Linked DNA regions of Mus musculus: region 1 is linked to region 2. A link is a contact called in public Hi-C data. All regions are on one chromosome and are shown on one strand. The core of a region is the stretch at or near the end of the contact, and the rest is flanking DNA. Distances in the headings are between cores, read along the strand shown. Region 1 overlaps Epb41 (erythrocyte membrane protein band 4.1). Region 2 holds the start of Zcchc17 (zinc finger, CCHC domain containing 17).

Region 1 (4,569 bases), core at 1,813-4,312, 1.7 Mb after region 2:
TAAGTACTAGGAGGGATTTCCCCGTCTTAAGGGCAGTACAGCACAATCAGGAGTTCACAGCATTACTCACTAGAACCATTTTAAATAGCAAACTATCACATGGAAATCTGAAGAGTTAAAAATAGAAAGCCAGGTGTAGCGGTGCAGACCTTTGATCCTAACCCTTGGGAGGCAGGAACAGGTGGATCTCTGTGAGTTCGAGGCCATCCTCATTTGGTCTACAGAGTGAGTTCTGAGATAGCCGGGGCTACACAGAGAAACCCTGTCTCGAAAAAAAACAAAGCAAGGCGGAGGAGGAAGGAGAGAGAGAGATTTAAAAATAGAATTATAGTGTCATTTTTAGAGTTATTTTTTAAATTATTAATCCTTAAAATAAAGGGACAGTTCCAATGTGACGTCTTAATTTGTTTCCTCCACTGACCAGAGTTGAAACACTCACTTAAGTATGGGAGGGATGCTTTTCTGCTAGTCAACTACCTTGATATTTCCATGACATTTAAAGAAATTTACAGTGAAATGAACATAAGAAAGGTTGGGAGAATGAAACCCATAAAGCTATGTGTTCCCTAGTGTGTTGTTGTGATAAAAAGAAATACACAACTACCCTCGGTTTCAGCTCCTAAAACTCTTGAAATCACCAGTAGTAAATGCCTTTTCTATGCTCAGAAATAATGGATGGCTGGGCCTCCTGGAAAAGCCTGGGACGGGGGCTGCTTTCGAGTCTCATTCCTCAATCTCCTGGGAGAGGAGAAAGCCTGAAGACTGAGTTAATTGCCAGTGACCAATGGTATAATTAATCACAGCTATGTAATGAAGCTGCCTGTCTAGTGTTGGAGTCACAAGGCAAGGCACCCGACATGAAGATAAGGCTATAGTGGATACTCCAGCTTCAGGTCAGCCACTGAAATGGATACCCTTGCCTGTGCCACACAGGAGAAATGAGCCGTTTCACAAAGCTGTTTTGTGATCGACTACGGATCATGAAAAAGTTTTAAGTGACTGCGTTGGGGTTGATTGATTGTATAACAAAGGTAACTGATGTGGACCTGTGGTACAAAGGAAAGAAACAACTTTAAGGTCTTCACAAAGCCTGACAATACAGGAGAACTAGCAAACAAACCAACCAAAGCACAGGAGATAGGGAATCGCAGCAGATAAGTAAATCCCACCTTATCCGTAAAAAAGGACCTTACGTGCAGATAGACGTGGCAGGATATGTAACTCAGTGGTAAGGTGATAGTTTAGCATGTTTGAGGCTCTGAATTCAATTCCTGGCCTTGGGGAGGAAGTGTTCCCATCAAAGAAGTGAAAAGCCACAGAACCTAGGAGAATTTTATCGGATATCTTAAAAAGATCTATTTTACAGACTATAAAAAAGCTCCTGGTTAGGTTTAGTAGCACAGGCCTATAACTAAGCATGTGGAAGGCTAATACAGGAGCATCAAGGGAGGGAAGAGGGGAGACAGACTAGGGGTGCTTGTAAGAGGGAAGAGAAGATGGTTTCTCCATCAGAAAGCAGGCCAAGGAAAGGATATATCCCAAACATGACCACATCCTGAAGAGGGGTGGCTGTTATCTTCTAAGTCACATTACACAGAGCCGTACTAGTAACTGCACACGCTTCTCTGTTAAATCTCTAAAGTCTAAGGCTGTAAGATGGGAACAGAATGTTCCAGGCTGGTCTCAGCTGTGTTCTGCCTGAGTATTAAGAGAAGGCTCTCCTCTGGGACAGAAAAAGAAAGAGAAAGCCATACTCCCTGAGGTCAGCAAGGAACTCCCCAGAGGAAGGAGGATCTTTAGGAACAAAAGCCCTTACTATGATCTCCAATTACTCTGTCCCACATAAAAGTCTGGATAATTCATTTTATTTAGTATGATAGAAAATGTTTTTTTTTCCTAGCAAAACATAATATTACTAAAAAACTAGGTCTGGCTCCAACATCACATTGCCCTCAAAATCCTGATGGGTGTGGTACATGCTCCTTTCATTGCAGCAGTCTGGAGGCACAGGCAGGTCGACCTCTGATCAATAGTGAGTTCCAGGACAGCCAGAGATGAATAGAGAGACCCTGCTTCAAAAAACAAGACAACAAGTGTATCCTCAAAGGACTACTAGTTGGAAAGTATGGGAAAGAAGATAAAGGAGAAGAAAGGAGGAAGGCAGGGAGATTTTCAACAAAGCAATACAAATTCTTTGTGGAAGTGGACAAAGTGCTTGCCAAGCAAGCATGAGGACATGACTTCAGATCCCTAGAACCCACATAAAAGGGCGGCAAGGCAGGTGTGACAGCCACCTGTAATTTAAGCACTCAGGTGGCAGGCACAAGGAATCTCTACGATGACTAGCTAGCTGACTAACTAGAACTGGCTAGCTCTGGGTTCAACAAGAGACTCTGACTCAACAAAGGAAGTAGAGTGTGATCAAAGATGTGCAAAGTCAACTTTGGGCCTCCATACACATGTGCATGGACACACACACAAACACACACACACACACCCCACACACTCATGAAAAACTTTAGGCTGGGTGTGGTGGCTGGCACAAAGCTCTGATCCCAGCACTGTGGAGTGAGAGGCAGAAAGATCTCTATGATTTTGAGGCAAGCCTGGTCTACAGAGCATTCATGTGTTGTTCCCTATCTTAAGAACGAAAACCCAAAGTACAATGTTACTAGGATAGATGTCATAAAGAGCCAAAAATGTCCACAACTCTCTGTTGAAAGTTCCTCCAAATAGAAAGAGAAGCCAGGATCAGGATCAGAGGGCAGGCAGCATGCTCAGTGAGGCCTGAGTTTGATACTCGGCACTAGGAAGAAAAGCATGCGTCAGTATTCTTTTTCAAAGGAAAACAGGAACATAATACTTCCCCCAAATGTATAAAAAGCACAAACATATGTACAGTCATCATTTTGGTTAAATGCATTTTTTTAAATATATACTTCACAAAAATGAGGTACTATTTCTTTCTAAAAAGATTCAAGACTCTTCCGATTTCGGGCAGTTTGTCTAAAGGCTGCCTTAAAAGCCACCCTCCCAGAGCAAACCTCTTCCTGTTTGTCAAGTGTGTGTTTACTTTCACATCTGCTTCAAAAGATAAAAGCAACAATGGGGACACCAACCACAAGACTGTGTCCTACCAAGCCGGAAATGACGCTATAAACCCAGACTTGCTGTGAAATGGGTCTTCAGAACACTCACACACAGGCTAACATGCAAATAAAAACTTAAAAAATTTACAGTGTGAGTCTGAATCAAACCCAAAGATCGACACTGGACAAAACTGCATTACATATTTGCATACAACCATTATACAGACCCAAAGACATCCAATTTCAGTAGACAAGGGTACAAGTAAGGTATAAAAATACAAAGGCTCGGAGGGTAGGTGAGCTACACAAGCCTAGCAACCTGACTTCAATCCCTAGAACCATATAAAGAAGAGAACTATGCCACAGTTTGCCTCTGGCCTCCACACAAGCAAACATCATACACATCTGTGTACACACACACACACACACACACACACATACACACGACTACAATAGTAAAAATTAATCAGAGATACTTAGCAGGAGCTGGGTGATGGTGGTGCATGCCTTTAATTCCAGCACAGGGGAAACAGAGGCAGGTGGATCTCTGTGAGTTGGAGGCTAGCCTGGTCTACAGAGTGAGTTCTAAGACAGCCAGGGCTACACAAACAAAACCTAGTCCAGCACAGCCAGGCTATGTTACACAGAGAAACTGTCTAAAAAAAAAAACAAAAAACAATATATATATATATATATATATGTATGTGTGTGTGTGTGTGTGTGTGTGTATTTAAGAGCACCTAGAGTGACTGCAAACATCTGCAATCCCAACATTTCAGAGATGCAGGCAACAGAGTCACAAGTTCAAAGTCACCCTCAACTACATAGCAAGTTTCAAGGCTAGCCTGGGGGTACATGAGACTGCCAGGAAAGAAGGAAGAGAGGGAGGGGGAAGGAGAGCCAGCCACATTAAACAAATGTCACTTCTTCTCTTTTCCCTTTGATAAAATCTGTATGATAGGCACATACTATGCATATATTTCCTAAAATATGATTATCCTCATTTTACACACACACAAATACAGCTTTAGAAAAGGACTTTCACAAGACAACAGTTATAGAGAACTCATCAGCTTTGACAGAAGGTTTACATCCAAAGCTCTTACCCCCGACAAGCAAAAGGGTCTCAGTAAGGTCTCATCACTCTGAATGCCAATTTTCAATTGTGTGATTCTGGACAAGCTACTTAGCTTTTAACTTGTTACCTAAACTGTGAATTGAGATTAATAACACTCCAGTAACCTGGGGTGAGGCTTAACTATGAAAATCATCATGACAGCCAGGCATCTGGTGTCTAAGTATTTCACAGACACCTAAGGATGTGGCTCACAGTAGGAAGCTAGCCTAGCATGCACCAGCACCTCAAGAGAAAAAAAAAAAATTCACATTTGACTTCCTATATTTAACTCATCTAATCACCATAACATTAAAGGTATAGAACATCCCTACCATTATAGAATGAATTAATTATCACAGATGT
Region 2 (4,291 bases), core at 743-3,242:
AGGCCCTGGCTCTGTGAGCTAGAATCTCACTATGCAAGGGCTAGAGAGAGGTGGCTCAGAGATTGAGAGCACTTGTTACTTTTTGTGATGGTTTGTATATTCTTGGCCCAGGGAGTGGCCCTATTAGGAGGTGTGGCCTTGTTGGGATAGGTGTGGCCTTGCTGGAGGAAGTCACTGTGGGGGTGGGCTTTGACACTCCTCCTAGCTGCCAGAGAGATTCAATCTAGAAGATGAGGATATGGAACTCTCAGCTACTCCTGCACCATGCCTGCCCTGATACTAATGTACCAAACCTCTAAGCCTGTAAGCCAGCCCCAACTAAATGGTGGCTTTATAAGAGTTGCCTTGGACATGGTGTCTGTTCACAGCAATAAAACCCTAACTAAGACACGCTTACAAAGGACTTGGGGTTAGAGTTTCTAGCACTCAATCGTAGTTCACATGCTAGCACTGGGCATTCCTAAGGGACAAATACATACATGCACCGGGGAGGCAGAAACAGGTGGATCTGAGTTCAAGGCCAGCCTGGTCTATAGAGTGAGTTTCAGGAGCTCCAGCTACATATTGAGACCCTGTCTTAGGGGAAAAAAAAAAAGAAGATGAAACAATGTGTCACGCTAGCAGCCTGGTATGGGTTGAAAATCCCAATGTTGCCCAGGCTAGCTTTGGTTTTGTTGCTTTTGGTTTTGAGACCTCCTGTCTCAGCCTCCAGTGTTGGGACTAAGAGCATCATCCAATCTATTCTGTCCAATTTACTCCCCTGCTATCTCAAGATACTGTTAAACCTGTCTTCAGTCACAGCTCCAGCTTGGTTCTCACTGGCATTGCTGATCAGAACTACTGTTCATGCTCCCGAAATGGTCTATTTACTCCCAGTAAACCTCTTATCTTTCTCCAATCTCATCACACCATTAAGCCTGAGGGATCAAGTCCTCTTTTGCACCACATTCTGGAGGAGAGAGAAAACTATCGCTGGCTTCCTATTAATTTTAAAGTAAAAGCTTCAACTTCCTGCAAATCTTCATGACTTCCAGGTTCATCCCATACCATATTCACTTTAAGCTAGCGCTCTCGCTCTCGCTCTCTCTCTCCCCCCACACCGGCTCTTTGTGTCTCCCTCATCTTTCCGACTGATAGAACCTGCTGTTCTGTGCAGAACGTTCTCCCTTCCTCTCTTCCCCTAATTAGAACCGTCCCATCAGATAGGAACCGCTCAGATGTCTTTTCCTTTAAAAAGCCTTCAAGTTTATATTAGTAACTCACAGCAAGAGGCATCGCTTGTTTAGGTAGTCTTCCGATCAAATGGTTTTTGTTTAACATCAAATTTGTTTAACACGTTTCCCACACTCTGGGGTAGAGGACCATATTTCTTCAGAATGACCCCCAAACGCACTGCACAATAAATATCATTTGGACCACTTTCGAGAAGACCTGGCACGCAAGCATGATTGTTCGATTTCTCAACTAAACTGTGCTTCGGAAGAACCATCTGATACTTTCCTCATCACTGGCTGTCTCGGGGACATAAATTAAAGCCCTTTTAAAAAGACGGCTAAATCAGTGACAACTAAGTCCGCCGCCTCAGCCAAGTCCGGCACTGAAGCCTGGAGGCCAGGACTCGGGCCAGCACAGAGCTAGACGCAGAATTGGCATCCTGCAGAGCAGCTGTCAAGGGATAGCCGTCTGAGGGTTCGAGTCCTGGAGCCAGAGATGCCAAAGCTCCGCTCCAGCCTACCAAGGGACTTCTCTTTCCGGCGACACCTCCTGCCACCCCATGCTGCTAAGGCTGATAGCTGAAAAGGGCAGGCTCAGGCCTATCACCACCTCGCACCTTCCAGATTGGAACAGCCACCCGCCTGATTCCCCACACACTCACTCCGCGTCCGCGCCTAGCAGGACAGCCGCTTCATAGCTAGGAACGCCAAACCTGCTCCGCTCGTTCTCACCCACGATGCACTGCGCGCCCGAGGGGGCGGGGGAGAACGCCAGCTCCGCGACCCAATCCCAGAGTCGCCTTCTCGTGACGTCATCAGAATGGGACCAATCACAAGAGTGTATTCAGAGGGCTTTCCAGAAGGAAATGTTAGAAGCCAATTGGTTGCTCCTCTCCGGAAGTTCTGGAGGAAGAACTCAGTTGGAACCAATTGCGCGGCGCCTCCGGTCGGCGGCGCGGTTAGTGGCGGCGCCGAGGAGAGTGGCTGCCGCCATGATCGAGCAGCAGAAGCGTAAGGGCCCGGAGCTACCCCTGGTTCCCGTCAAGCGGCCGCGACATGAGTTGCTGTTGGGAGCGGCAGGAGCCGGCCCCGGAGCGGGGCCGCAGCAGGCGACTCCAGGGGCATTGCTGCAGGCGGTAAGTGGGGAGTCATCCCGCCTTTGGCCCTCCGCCCCTCTTCCTACGGATGATGTCGCCTCTGAGGGAACGGAAAGACAGTGAGCCTGAAGTTAAAATAGGCTTCTGTGAAGGTGCCTGGTGTTCTCTGTGTGGTTCATACGTGTTTCCCTAGTAGACGCCTGTTTTCAGCCCTTCAGTGGCATTGAATCATTTAAAACCTTGGCCTCAAAATCAAGACCCAAGCTTCCGCATCCTAAATCTTCAGGGGTTTAGCATAAAAGAAACATTCAGGAAAGTTTGCAGAGTGGACGAATGAATGAGAGGGGAGGCAATGGAAATGAATGATAGCTCGCTTTACTACCTGGTAGAACTTTTTTCTTTCTCTGCATTTATAATTGTAATTAACACTCGTTGGATGTTATCTTGGATGTTTTGCGTGTGAAATTTCCATTAACCATGGTACCTGACTGAAAGAAGCTGTTACTTTGCAAATGGGGAAGGCAAACTTTTTTGTATCCAGAAGATCCATGGCTCCAAGCCAGTGTAGGCTATTTATTATGGCAAAGTCCTGTTGAAAGAGAGAAGAGAAGAGATCTGTGTAACTATGATCTTTTTTTTTACCTTCTTGTTAAAACTGTTTTTATGTCATCTGACATCACTGCAGGTAGAGCTTAATTTAGTATTCCTGGTTTTTGTCTTTGAACCAAGGATTGGTTATTAATCCAGTAGCCAGGGGAATCATGGAAATATTAAGTCACATGGTATACTCTGCTGAAAACATTATGTTGGCTTTCTATTGTGCGTTTTTTTAAAAATCAAATTCTCTGTAATAATCCCCTCCTTACCTTGTTCATCTACCAGTTTTCTGGCATGTCACTTGGCTCAAGACACCGACTTATAATGTTCTTTCTTTCCTTGGTGCTTTTGCTGGAATGTTCTTTTAAATGCCCACATGGTCAGCTGTTTGCTCTTTCAAATCTTTGCTCAGACACCAGGTTTTCAGAGGGGCTTTCCTGACCACTGTGTTTCAAGTTGGAGTGTCCTGTAATCTGGAACCCATACTGTTTCTTCCCATGGCACTCAGCACTGGGTGGCTCTGTGTGCCTTTCTCTCACTTTCCACTAGAATGCAAGGTCTACTGTTTTACTGAGTGCTGTTTTAGGCGTGTGTGTGTGAGTGTGTGTGTGTGTGTGAGTGTGAGTGTGTGTGTGTGTGTTTCATATGTGGGGAGGGGGAACTCAGTGGCCAGAAAAGAATGTTGGATCCTCTGACCCTAAAGTTACAGCCCTTGAAAGCTGCCCATTGTGGATGCTGGGAACTGGACTTGGGTCCTTTAGAAGAGCAGTAAGTGCTCTTAACCACTGAGCCATCTCTTTAGCCAACATGTGACACTTTTTGAATAAAAATGTTGGATGAGTATGATCTTGGTACATTATTTGCATTTATGGATATATCAAAATGAAACCCATTGCTTATAGATAGTACATGATAATAAAAATAAGTAAGTCTGCCGGAATCTGCTAAAGAGATTTCAGGATTATTGGTAGTACACTTGTTCTTATTTAATGAGTAAGATTGCCTAGGTTTATTCTCCAAGATCATAATCAAATCTACTTTGCTAAGCCTGGCACAGTGATACACACTTGTTCTTAGGAGGACTGAAAATTTTAAGACCTTCCTGGGCTACATATTAAGACCCTGCTCATTCCCCCAAAATCTATTTTGCGTAATAAGCTGTACCATACAAGGTTTTTCAAAGGCTAGCTGGGTGAACTTGAGACAGGAAAATGGTGACTAAAATGAAGAATGTACCTGTACTCCCAGAGCTTCATCTCTTTGGGGAAAAAGAAAGGCAAGAAAGGGAAATTCAGGTAGTGATGGGGCTTTGACCGCCTGCCCTGGAGCTAGTGGAATACTGGTGTGGGGAGGTACCTCACTCAAAGTAGGTTAGTTTGAGTG

What was found. Hi-C and Micro-C count contacts between places; a contact is called where the count stands out from the background.
Region 1: a Hi-C map of B cells shows a contact between it and region 2, with 5 read pairs. The contact joins the enhancer-like site here to the promoter of Zcchc17 in region 2. A contact is called at or near these places in 1 of 39 promoter capture datasets (hippocampal neurons) and 1 of 484 Hi-C or Micro-C datasets (B cells).

Annotation. Positions count from the first base shown.
Region 1 is chr4:132,037,354-132,041,922 of GRCm38.p6, forward strand. The region is part of intron 1 of Epb41 (erythrocyte membrane protein band 4.1); the gene reads right to left. Among named protein-coding and RNA genes, the nearest start is that of Gm36157, 9.9 kb to the right of the region's middle. Within about 2 kb of position 3,063, at least 148 of the 459 cell types and tissues checked have an H3K27ac peak or open chromatin away from gene starts, as enhancers often do. A contact at or near this core is called in B cells, where this site is marked.
Region 2 is chr4:130,358,000-130,362,290 of GRCm38.p6, forward strand. It overlaps Zcchc17 (zinc finger, CCHC domain containing 17), which reads right to left and starts at 1,993. Exons shown (of 8, transcript NM_153160.5): 1 at 1,877-1,993. Snrnp40 (small nuclear ribonucleoprotein 40 (U5)) reads left to right here and starts at 2,133. Exons shown (of 10, transcript NM_025645.2): 1 at 2,133-2,350. The coding sequence starts at 2,207.